Linked DNA regions of Anas platyrhynchos: region 2 is linked to region 1. A link is a contact called in public Hi-C data. All regions are on one chromosome and are shown on one strand. Each heading gives the region's core, a stretch centred on a gene start, on an enhancer-like site or on the middle of the called end of the contact. The rest is flanking DNA. Distances are from core to core; before and after follow the strand shown.

Region 1 (5,642 bases), core at 2,329-4,828:
AGAAAATTAGTAGTTTTGTCACAGTTCCCCTCTGAGAACTCATTCATTTCTGCTACAAAGAAACACAGTCAGCATTAACTGAAGGAAAAGAGACAGTTACTATAAATAGGAAACTGTTTCATGTTAAGGTAAATAGTTATAAAGAAAATGGAAACATAAGACACTGCACCTGGAAATCTTGGGGAGGTAGCCTTAATTCAAGAACTTCCATTGAATACTTACCCTATCTTTTTCCATTTCATTTTAAAATATATTTTATTTCCCTTTTCAGATAATTCTGTTGTTGTACTTCTAGGGCTGTTGTATTGGAATTCCTCCACAGGCTTGGAGATCACTCAGATGAATAACCATAATGTCACAAAGCAAGACTGAGAGATAAAAAATATTTGAAAATAAAGTATTTTAAAATAAAGAAAATAGAAAATATTTTAATATATAAAATATATTTTAAAATATTTAAAATTTTAAAATATTTTAAAATAAAGAAAATAGAAAATAGAAAGTATGAGGAAGGCAGGAAAGTAGTTGCAGCAGGAAGATGATCAATTATAGGGAGATTAGTAGTGAGATGGAATCAAGAGCTCAGTGTGGACGTAGGTGGTTTTCAGAGGCCAAACCTTGCCAAATATTGGTTAAGAAAATCTGTTAATCAGTAACGAGGCTGATTTGACAATTTGATTTTATCTGCTAGGGAAAAAAAAATAAAAGGTATCCTGCAAAATTGGAAGGGCCATATAACTAAAAAAGGGAAGAATCATTCATATGACTTTCTTCATCAGAAGTTGATTCCAGATTTTCTTCCCTAGGATGGAGACATATTCCACTGCGTTCTTCCTTTCCTTTGATGAGATACAAGGTCATGCTGTCCACAAACTATTTTCCGCCTCTTCCTTCGGAAGTTCACAGGTAGAGTGATGATTTGGATAGCCTTGAGCTGTCAAATGGTATTCTGCAAATGGTATTTGGGCACATTTCTACCTGCAGTTTAGTTCCCAAGTGTTTTATGCTTCTTTGAAACCATCTGCTCTCCTTAATGAGGCCATTAATAATTTCTTGAATTGTTACCAGTGATGTCCCATGAGCAATCACTAATTTTAAGACACACAGCTATATTCTGCACACAAACAAAGCTCCATCTTTGTACAAGTTGTTTTAAAATTATCTCTGTTTTGCTGAGAAGCTTTTGTATTCAGTTTTCAATACTAAATATCTACTGATAATATTGTTCTGAAGTTACTGAATTTACTAATAAAAAATGCCCTTGGTCATAAGATGTATATTACCCAGCTAGGAACTGGAGAGAACTAGTTCCTGACTTGAAATAACTGTCCATTGGATATCGCTTCAGGTAACTAAATGTCCTGAAACTGTAATGGTCCCTTTGAACGGTGACAGGGCATTAAAGTACTGTGATTGGTTTAGGAAGCCACTTCAAAGATGCTGTAGTGGTGAAAATGTTACTATGTAAGGGATTACAGTCTACCTCTCTCTTCTCACTCTACCCTAAACCCACATAACTGCTCTCCATATAGGTAGGCAAGCAGGTAGGATTCATCTTTCCTAGTTTTAGCCACGTAAAATTTAGGACTTCTTCTCTAAACTCTCTGTAGTTGAATTCATCACCTTCAGATGCAACTCCTTTCACTTATCTTTGATGCTAGTAGAAAGAGAATCACTGCTTGGCTTACACAGGCATCCAACCTCTAGGTGGCTACAGGGAGATAAATACAATCCTCCCCTGTGAGTTTCAGAAGACCTGGACTCCTGCAACCTTTTGAGTGACAGCTGTAGTCAGGGATATATATAAAAAACAAAACAAAACAGGTTCTCCAAGTGCATAAAACCTAGCTAACATTGAGGGGTAAAGAGATGAGAGATTTTTGTGTTTCACTATTGCACTGAGGCTAATCACTGTCTGGTACTTGGTGCTGTAAGAACAGTGTTATAAAATAACACGTTGGATAGCATGAGTCAGAAGCTATAAGACAGAGAGTTGCTGGGAAGTGGTTAGACTGAGTCTAGTGCCTATTGCTGTGGTGGTGCCAGCAAAGTTTATATAGTGAACAAAGTACTGGAGAAGCAGAAGTAAGACTGAAAAACCTGTGGATAACAAAGTGGCTGCAGAGAGAAGGAACTAGGCAGAGCTACGAGCAGGCGTGCCACCAACAGAGCACACTTTTAAATGAAACGAGTTTTCTGGGTCAAAACACTGACGTGCTAAGATAGTGACACAGGGAAGTCTGCAGTGCTACTTCATGAGTCAAACTGCTCTAAGAACAAATATATATTCCCCAAATATATCTAAATAATATTTCCTACTGTAGCATCCTGTAAGAAAAGGAGTTAAAAAGTTGATTGTCAATCAATGATCAAAAAAAAAAAAAAAAAGGCAAAGTAGAATGGGTCAAAAAAGAGCACCTGCATATCTAAAAACAATTTATTACTTTTATTCAAATTCTCTTCTAATATCTTATGAGCAGTGAAAATTTTTGAGTTGATTATAGGATAAAGATAAGAAAATGCATTTGAGATACATGCAAAAGAAGAAGAAATAACCGTCACATTTTATTGCATCCAAGTCCATTTATGGCCTGATTTTAAAATCTACGTTTTAAGATTATGTTATTGTATATTATAATTAAACTCTTTCAAGTTCAAGAACTAAACTACTCTGAAATAATCAGCTTTGTTGCTTCAAGCCAACAGTGCATTGAGTCATTAACACAGTCAAGAACATAATAGATGCCGGTGTTTTTGCAAACACAAACAGCACTTACATGGATCAGTTACTTCAGCTACTGAGCTAGATTAGCATTCGTGGGTTTTTCTCTTCCCTACTTTAGCATATGATACTCTTTGCTGATCCTTAATACCTGTTGTTTAAGTTCATGTGGGAATGCGAGTATCATAGTTTTGTGTGGTGTGTTTTCTATGTACAAATTATAAAACATTGTTTAGGGTGTAAGGTACAGTCATCTATCTTAGAAATTAAACAAATTAGAATAATCATATCATAATATCATATTGTATATGACAACTCTGCAGGAATGACTTTAGCTTTCTGTATACCTTTTCCTAGGATTAATATCAAGTTAATTGTATACATTGTTCTGTCTCTGGAATAATATATTAAGATTTAAAAATATCATGTATCTGAAGGATATCAGTTGTGCCCTCTAGTGCCTAGCGCAAGGGTTTGCATTTTTAGCAGACCAGTAAAGCGAAGCGAAGCCTTCATCTAGATCAAGTTTTTAATCTTCAACACAAGTTCTCTTATAGAGGAAACGTTTTAAGAGCATTTGTCACCCGTGAGAATAAGCAGTAAGGAAAAACAATACTAACAAATCAGCATGTAAGAGAAATTCTCTTCAATATTAGTTTTCTGTGAATATTACAAAGAACAAAGCCCCTGATACAGCAGTTCTGAACCAGCAAATATTACAATTCTACACTGAAAAAGGAAAAGAAGAGAAATGGAGTAGTAATATCCTACTGTTTGTCCCGCATCAGTCTGTACCACCATACGCGTCACACCAGCACTGTGGTTACTCCTAGGCTTGTTTTGTCAGGTAGTAAAAAGGAGACAGTCAGCCCCATATTGATCTCTCTCCTTAGTTGACAGGTTTGTGCAACAGGAAGGAAGGAAGCAGGAGGACTGTATGACTAACAGCCTTGTACTGTGACCTGTTTTTCTTCACAGTCTCTCTTGTCTGGGAGTGAGTAACAGAAATTGAAAATGGTAACTTCTTGGGCTAAAAACTCTACGCTATATCTAAATGAAAAACGAACCAGCAACAGGAATAGTGTCCTAGGAAACAATTCTGATATGTTGTTTAGGATGTTTTTAAACCTTCTGATGTTAAATATTTAATATTACTAAGATATACTAGAGGTCTTTTAAATATATATTTAATGCTTTTATCAATTTACAACTTAATTGCGTCTTCTACTGGAATATCTTTGCCAAGAAGTTGGGTGAATAATTCATACAAGTACAACTTCTAGGATACATAAATGTGCTACTTTTAATTAGTAATCTCTTCTGCACTTTTTGATTCAGAAGTCTGGCCTGAGACACTCATTTGAACACAGACTCAAATTGCAAATCTGGGGAGAAGGGGGGAGAATGAGAGTAATTTTTTGACGCCAACAATTCTGCTCTTTGATGAATTAAAAACTTGGGAGACCTATTTTTGTAGTCATTCCACATCAAGATGACACTCTTTTTTCATATTGAAGTTGATACTTTTCTAGATTTGGGAAATGAGGTGAAAAATGAGCATAGCTGCTGGTTGAAGTCTGTTAGGGTAAGGGGTAAACATAATTCTACAAAGCTGATAAACTCCAGTTGGGTATCAGCAGCTACATAAGGTGCTGCCTTAGGTGAGTCTAGTGATGTGTGACATAGCATATTTCAGAAGCAGTTTATTTTGTATATTCTTTCCAAAGGGATTTTTGCAGGTTCCTCTTACATGCCAGAGAATTTGGCTGAGACATCTGCTGACGATTCCTCCCATGGAGCTGCAAAGCACCTGGGAAGAAAGTCAGCAAAATGAGAGGGAGCACTCACTTGCTCAGCATGCCATGAGCCTGGCCTGGCAAGGTTCATTAGGTTGTACTCATGACATTAGCTTGGTTATTGCCTTCCAGTTATCCATTGACTTGGGATCAGGCTGTAATATAGGATCGAGTCTCCTGTACACGAATATATCATCCAATGATGTTAACTGCCATCAAAGCAAGCAATGGCTGAACATTTGGCTAACAGGTTGGGCCCAAAGGGCTCTAGTAAATGGAGGTACACGAGGCTGGTGGCCAGTCACTAGTGGGGTTCTGTGGGGCTCCATTTTAGGGCCAGTTCTCTTCAGTGTTTGTATAAATGACCTGGATGCAGGACTTGAATGCATATTAACTAAGTTTGCAAATGTTAATAAGTCAAGAGTAACAGTTGACTCCCTTGAGAGTGGAGAGGCCTTGCAGAGAGACCTTGACAAATTAGAGGGCTGGGCAGTCACCAACAGCTTGAAGTGTAAGAAGAGCAAGGGCTGGATTCTGTGCCTGGGAAGGGGCAGCCCTGCTATATGAACAGACTGGGGGACAAGAGGCTGGAGAGCAGTTCCGCAGAAAGGGATCTGGGGATTCTGGTCAATAGCAAGTTGAATATGAGCCAGGAGCATGCCCTGGCAGCCAAAAGGGTCAGCCGTGTCCTGAGGTGCACCAAGCATGACATTACTAGCTGGTCAAGGGAAGGGATTGTCCCGCTCTGCTCTGGTGCGGCCTCTCCTCCAGTACTGTGTGCGGTTCTGGGCACTGCAATTTAAGAAGGACATTAAACTGTTAAAGAGAGTCCAAAGAAGGGCTACAGAGACAGTGAAGGGTCTGGAGGGGAAGACGTATGAGGAGTGGCTGAGGTCCCTGGGTTTGTTCAGCCCCAAGCAGAGCAGGCTGAGGGGAGGCCTCATGGTGGCCTGCAGCTCCCTCAGGAGGGGAGCGGAGGGGCAGGCGCTGAGCTCTGCTCTCTGGGGACAGCGACAGGACCCGAGGGAATGGCATGGAGCTGGGACAGGGGAGGGTCAGGCTGGGGGTTAGGGAAAGGGTCTGCACCCAGAGGTGGTCGAGCACTGGGACAGGCTCTCTAGAGC
Region 2 (5,642 bases), core at 2,151-4,650, 180 kb after region 1:
TAATCCTAGCACAGTTAAGAAGCTACTTTATCTTACTACTAAGTTCACAATTTCTTTTGCACTTCAGAAAATACTGTTACCTAGTAGTACAATTATCACTTAATGTTAAAATTACTTCAAACAGAACAATTTAAGAAGAACAAATAAATGTCTTGGTAAAGACACAAAAATAATGTTGTGTTTTGTGATGGGATCTGTTAAGAAAGCCCTAAGTAACTATACCAATAAAACTTTTTGGATTTTTAATCTTCCTGTATTTTAATATTTTAATAAAACTGTAGACACCAGTATGCACACGCACAGACAAAGTCCAAACTAATTCAATTTCTCTGGAGAACATGCAAACCAGTTTATTTGCACTTCTTAAAAAATAAATAAATCCAAAGACACTGCCTGTAACACACAAGTATACCCACCAGCGATGTCAAACCTTCATTGTCAACAACCCAGTCTTCCTTTTCAGCTAGCCTCTTTATATCTGTAAGACAGAGAAAGAAAAAAAAAAAAAAGAGGTATTCATGTTCATTATTAAAAACTCCTTGAACTTGAAAAGATAAACCACAGACATTGGGACTGCAATGACTAGACATACAAGCAAATAGCACTAAAAGCTTCAAAGCTTTCAGCCTTCTCAAATGACTAAGAACGGAACACGTACATGGTATGCTGGTGACACCACACTGAGAAGCATATCTGTGATACATGGCAAGAGTTGCATGAAGCCCACCTTTTACTGGAAAGCTTAATATTAAAGGAATATTGTCAAGGCTCTGGGTTTGTTTTTATTTTCTAAGTTCTTAATCAGAATATAAAATAATTCATTTAAGAACTGAAGTCACTGATCTATTATACTCCAGCTCTTAATTAAAAATGAAAGACCAACTGCTTAGTATTTTAGAAAAGATAAAAAGGACAGCATATAATTCATAATTAATAACTATAAAGAAGGCTTAGAGACACCACTTAGTGTTAAGAGTCCATGGTGCTGGACCATTCATGAAAATGCTTGAAAGCATATGCAAAAAACTATCTTCTACTACCCAAAAGGTTTCAATTTCTACAGGTTTACTGAAGCTAAGAAGGAGCCAAGACAGGATGTGAATCCAAACCTGTTGTTCTGTGAACAAAAGTCCTCTGTGGATGCACTTATTCAGCAACACTTTTTTTTTTCTTTTTCTTTTTTTCTTTTTTTCTTAATTGACAAACATGAATGAGATAAACTGTGCGCACTTCATGGGGGCTTTGGCATACATTCTCTTACATAAATTGCTCTTCAGAACTGTCTGTATATCATGAAACTCCCTTTTAAATGGGAAATGATTTTGGTGAATTTCTCCTTTGAGCCCAAGAAAAGAGGGTAACTAACGCATGCTGAATGTATCTACATTACTCTTGGTGCTCTAATTAGCTAGATGAAAAAGCTTGAGCACGGTGTTATACCCTGCAATACTACATCTCATGGAAACAGTCTTATTGATGAAAAAAGTTATTAGGGGACTGCACAGAATAAATACTCTGTTCATTTCCCTATTTAGTAAATCTCTTATTGAACTGATATTCTTGCAGGCCTTTAGATTGTGCTGGTCAGCCTCCGCATGCTTTTGTGGCCGTTCATTTTTGCAACCTGTTCTGAGCTAGCACAAATACAAAACCAAAAACAAACCAAACCAAAAAACAAAATAAATAAAACCCAAAAAACTAATTTCACTGAAACCCTCCATCAAATTCCAGTCAAATACATTGATGTAAACCCCCTGTCTGGTCTGGCAGTCACATGCATGTATTCTGGCTCTCATGACCTTTATGACCAGTGATCACGCAGTAAGACGGAAAGAACAGAGGTCTTTCTCAGGGCCAGCATGAGTACACTGCATTTATCCGAAGACAACAAGAAAAACCTGTGTGTGGGCAGATTTGTCCTATTTAAATAGCTAATGGTAGTGAGCTCTATTAAAAATTTTAACTGATCTGAATGCCTCTACCAACTTACAACGTGTAGTAAGAGATGAGACTGAGCTTTACATTGCCAGTCTACGGAGCTCACATTTCAGAGAGATTATAGAGGGGGATTCAAGTCCAGTGGGAACCTCTTTCACTAATATAATACAGATATAAATATATCTGACATCCATTTACATAGCTCCATGAAAATATCCATTAATTGTTCTTTTGCTGGTTCCCTAAAGACAACAGTTTCTTCAAGGGCCCAATTAATCCAGTCCTGTTCAGAAAAATGATCTAAACACACTTAACATAAGCAATTTTGCCTAGACTGGTAAAGAACAAAAGAAGGCACCCGTAGATAAGTCACCCAGTGCAACAAAATGAAATGAGAGTTGTAATAGAGGCATGTATCTTCACTCTTTCTCTGGTTGATGCTCTGGCAAATGCATAGGACTGTTTCACTAACAGGGAATATAAGAAGCAATCAAGAAAGGCAGTTATAATTGGCTAGATAAAAAAAGATACATTAGCCAGCCAATATAAAATACCAAATGTTAAGGGATCTGATCTCTTTTAATTCAAGACACGGAAGGATGAATAAAGATGTTTAGACCAAACAGAGAATCATTCCTACACAGATTGGTGAATCTGCATTATCAAAAATCTAAGTTAGAGACTACTGCTAGAATTTTTCCTCCACTGAAGTTAAGTGGCCAGCAATCAGGACATAAACAGAAATACTGTATCTGAACAAAGGACTGGGCTACTCTGATGATGCAATAAGTAGGCAAAACTAGTAAGATAACAGGCTTTTTGACGTAGTGCTACATGATTAATCACATATCTGAGTTCTCTGTACCACACTGGGGAAACTAGGTGAATAGAGACTATAGAGAACTGATTTCTTCATATATCAAGCAAAAGCTGTGGTAAATCCTTTTCGTACAGAGTTTTAAAGAGACAAGACAATCTCTGCACTTGTATGGACAACAAGCTTGGTATTAATGCAGGAAAACTAATGTTAATGCTGAAATGGGATTTAATCAAAGAATTAATAGACAAGAATAGAATTCATATCGACATTATATCAAATAAACAACAGAGACTTTGTCATTTGTTGTCAATGAAAGTTTAAAAACATAATTAATGTAGCCACCTACATTTAACACACTTAAGGCTTGAGTAAAATACTTAGCTTCATGTCAGCCCACAAAATAATGATGAATCATATCAAAGATTAAAAAATGATTAAACTGAAAGAGTCACTTTTTTTTTATTTATATTGAGACCAATTAGTATTTTTGGGGAAAAATAGAACTATTGAACTTCCCTGAATTTTAAGAGGGAGAATTATTTCTGGAAGATTTACTTCATTCAAATTCAAGTTTCAGGATATGGTAAGATGAATGGCCTCTGATGCACATAGAATCACGTTAGGTTTAGAGAACGTGCTATTGGCCTTTACAATCCAGACATTTTTGGGAAAAGCTATGTACACAGAAGGAGGCACAAGGATAACAGTGTTAGCAAAAGGCCTTGGAAAAACAAAATAAAACAAAACACACAACTAAAATATTCCATAAAGGGTTGTTGGCGTTTCTGGGGAGGTGGTGTGAAGTGTTGGGGATTTTGGTGTGAGGGGTATTGCCGATTTAATTCGTCACTTCACAGAAGAACTCAAAAAAGAAAAGCTACATGATGAGATAAATCACTGTTTCAACCAAGAGAAGATGGATCTAAACTGCTGTAACAGTTACGATTAAGAGAAGAAAAGATTCAGAATACAGAATGTTCTCTGAACCATGAAATGTTTCAGTAATTCTTGGGAGATATACTACAGAACTCAGAGGAGTCCACTGCCCCTTCAATATCTTAAACATCATTATCATCCAGAACATGGTTTGGCATAGTTGGAGAGGAAAGAGAGGAAAGGAGAGAAGAGGAGAGAAATGAGAGAAAGAAAAAAAAAAAAAAAAAGGAAAAAACAAAGCAAAACAACAAACAAAAACAGAAAGATCTGCAGCCTTTTCTTACCTTCAGCTGTATGTTGTAAGGTCACTATAATGCAACGTACACGAAGATCCAAAATAAGATCCTGGATGATCTGAAGCATATCATTGGGTATCTCAAGTGCAGTAAGAGACTCAGAACTAAGCCTGAAAAGAATTAAAAAAATAAACAACTGAATTTTAAATCCGTGTAAGTTTTTTTTAGCAGATAAACTACATTAAATTTTTGTAAAATCTTCTCAATATGTGAATACAGTAGCTCCATCCACAGTAAGTCTTTGACAACTGGTTACCCTGGTGAGAAAAGTTTACTTTTTTACTTAATTCAGAAGCATGCAAATACGTACTTTTTTTTTCCCCCTGTAATGTTACAATAATGTCATCATACAAACATGCCTACTTTTCCCACTGTCCTCTTGCACTTTCCTACCTGCCTTCCTTCATCCATCTTATCTTATAATCTAAAAATAATCCTTCTGGAGCAGAGGTAGCTCTTTTGCTGTGTTTATATGAATGTCTAGATCAACTCCTAGGTCTACAACTGGGTTTATGAGGCATCGTCTACCTGTATTAAACAACAAGGTGCAATAAAAAGTTATGTGGCCATGTGGCAGATCACAATGGTACACATGTTTAAGGGACCAAAAATACAGCTACTGCTGAACAATGAATGAATTTGTTGACTGTTTTGTTCTGAACCGGGACTGGGCTCAATCACCAAGTTTTGTAGCAGAGGATGGAAAGATTCATTTCTACTTTCCCCTTTAGAAAAAGCAACACAATAGCTGCTTAGAAGGAATTTCATTTCAGCTTTTGACTAAAAGATTGTTGTTAGTCAGACTTTAGTTAGGGGCACAAAGTGAGGTTTATTGTTTGTTTCCATCCTCTTGAATACATAAGCAAAGACAATTCAAATGCAGTCATTGCTGTTTCCTGTACTGCTAATACTGAGCAAAGCACAGGTACCAGAAATTGCCAAAAAACAGCAGTAGGAAGGCACAAACAAATACGTTCGAGTAATAAGTGGAACACTTCTAGCCATCCACCTGCAAACTCTATTTTTTTACTCCTGGTGTTGGTCATAATCCATAAAAACAGCACCATTAATTGCTAACTACATTCCAACTCCACAGTTTTAACTCTAAAAATGTTATTCAGATCCCGACTGCTATCAGCTCAGCATAACTACTGAATCAATAGATTACATAAATCTGCATTATCTCAGTCATGCAGAAAACACAGGACGTAAACAGCCATCTGTGAGAAATTTAAGTGACTTCAGGCTGCATAAAAGTCCTGTACTTGGAGTCGACTGCATTCCCAAAAGAGCGCACAGCTTTACCTCACACAACTTATCCTAACATACACATCTTTCTAATCCCTATAATGAGGCCAAAGTCTTGCAGGAGATGGCTTCACTTTATTGCTGAGCTCTCATTTATCCTTTGGAACCTACTGCTTACACCAGGCAATGACAGAGTGGGATACAAGGCAAAAAAGCATGTAACCACCTCACTGTAAGCTCTCTGATGTATATAAACAAATAGAAAAATTAAGATACAAGCACTAATTTGGGAAATGACTAATCCCATCATGTGCTTCTTGATGACTAGATGTTGGGAATTACAAAAATAAGACATAAGTCATCATATAACTTTGCGACAAGTAAAGTTTATATGTAATGTGTAG

The links. A called contact is a pair of places that touch in the nucleus more often than the background predicts.
Region 2: a Hi-C map of skeletal muscle shows a contact between it and region 1, with 3 times the contacts expected there. The contact joins the enhancer-like site here to the promoter of NQO2 in region 1. A contact is called at or near these places in 4 of 8 Hi-C or Micro-C datasets (F1 follicle, liver, skeletal muscle and 1 more).

Annotation. Positions count from the first base shown.
Region 1 is chr2:78,057,524-78,063,165 of IASCAAS_PekinDuck_T2T, forward strand. It overlaps NQO2 (N-ribosyldihydronicotinamide:quinone dehydrogenase 2), which reads right to left and starts at 3,579. Exons shown (of 7, transcript XM_038174840.2): 1 at 3,494-3,579. The coding sequence starts at 3,507. It overlaps LOC113842766, which reads left to right. Exons shown (of 5, transcript XM_072034985.1): 3 at 807-906.
Region 2 is chr2:78,242,226-78,247,867 of IASCAAS_PekinDuck_T2T, forward strand. It overlaps EXOC2 (exocyst complex component 2), which reads right to left. Exons shown (of 29, transcript XM_072034988.1): 17 at 3,979-4,100; 18 at 417-478. Among named protein-coding and RNA genes, the nearest start is that of IRF4, 91 kb to the left of the region's middle. Within about 2 kb of position 3,401, at least 1 of the 8 cell types and tissues checked has an H3K27ac peak or open chromatin away from gene starts, as enhancers often do. A contact at or near this core is called in F1 follicle, where this site is marked.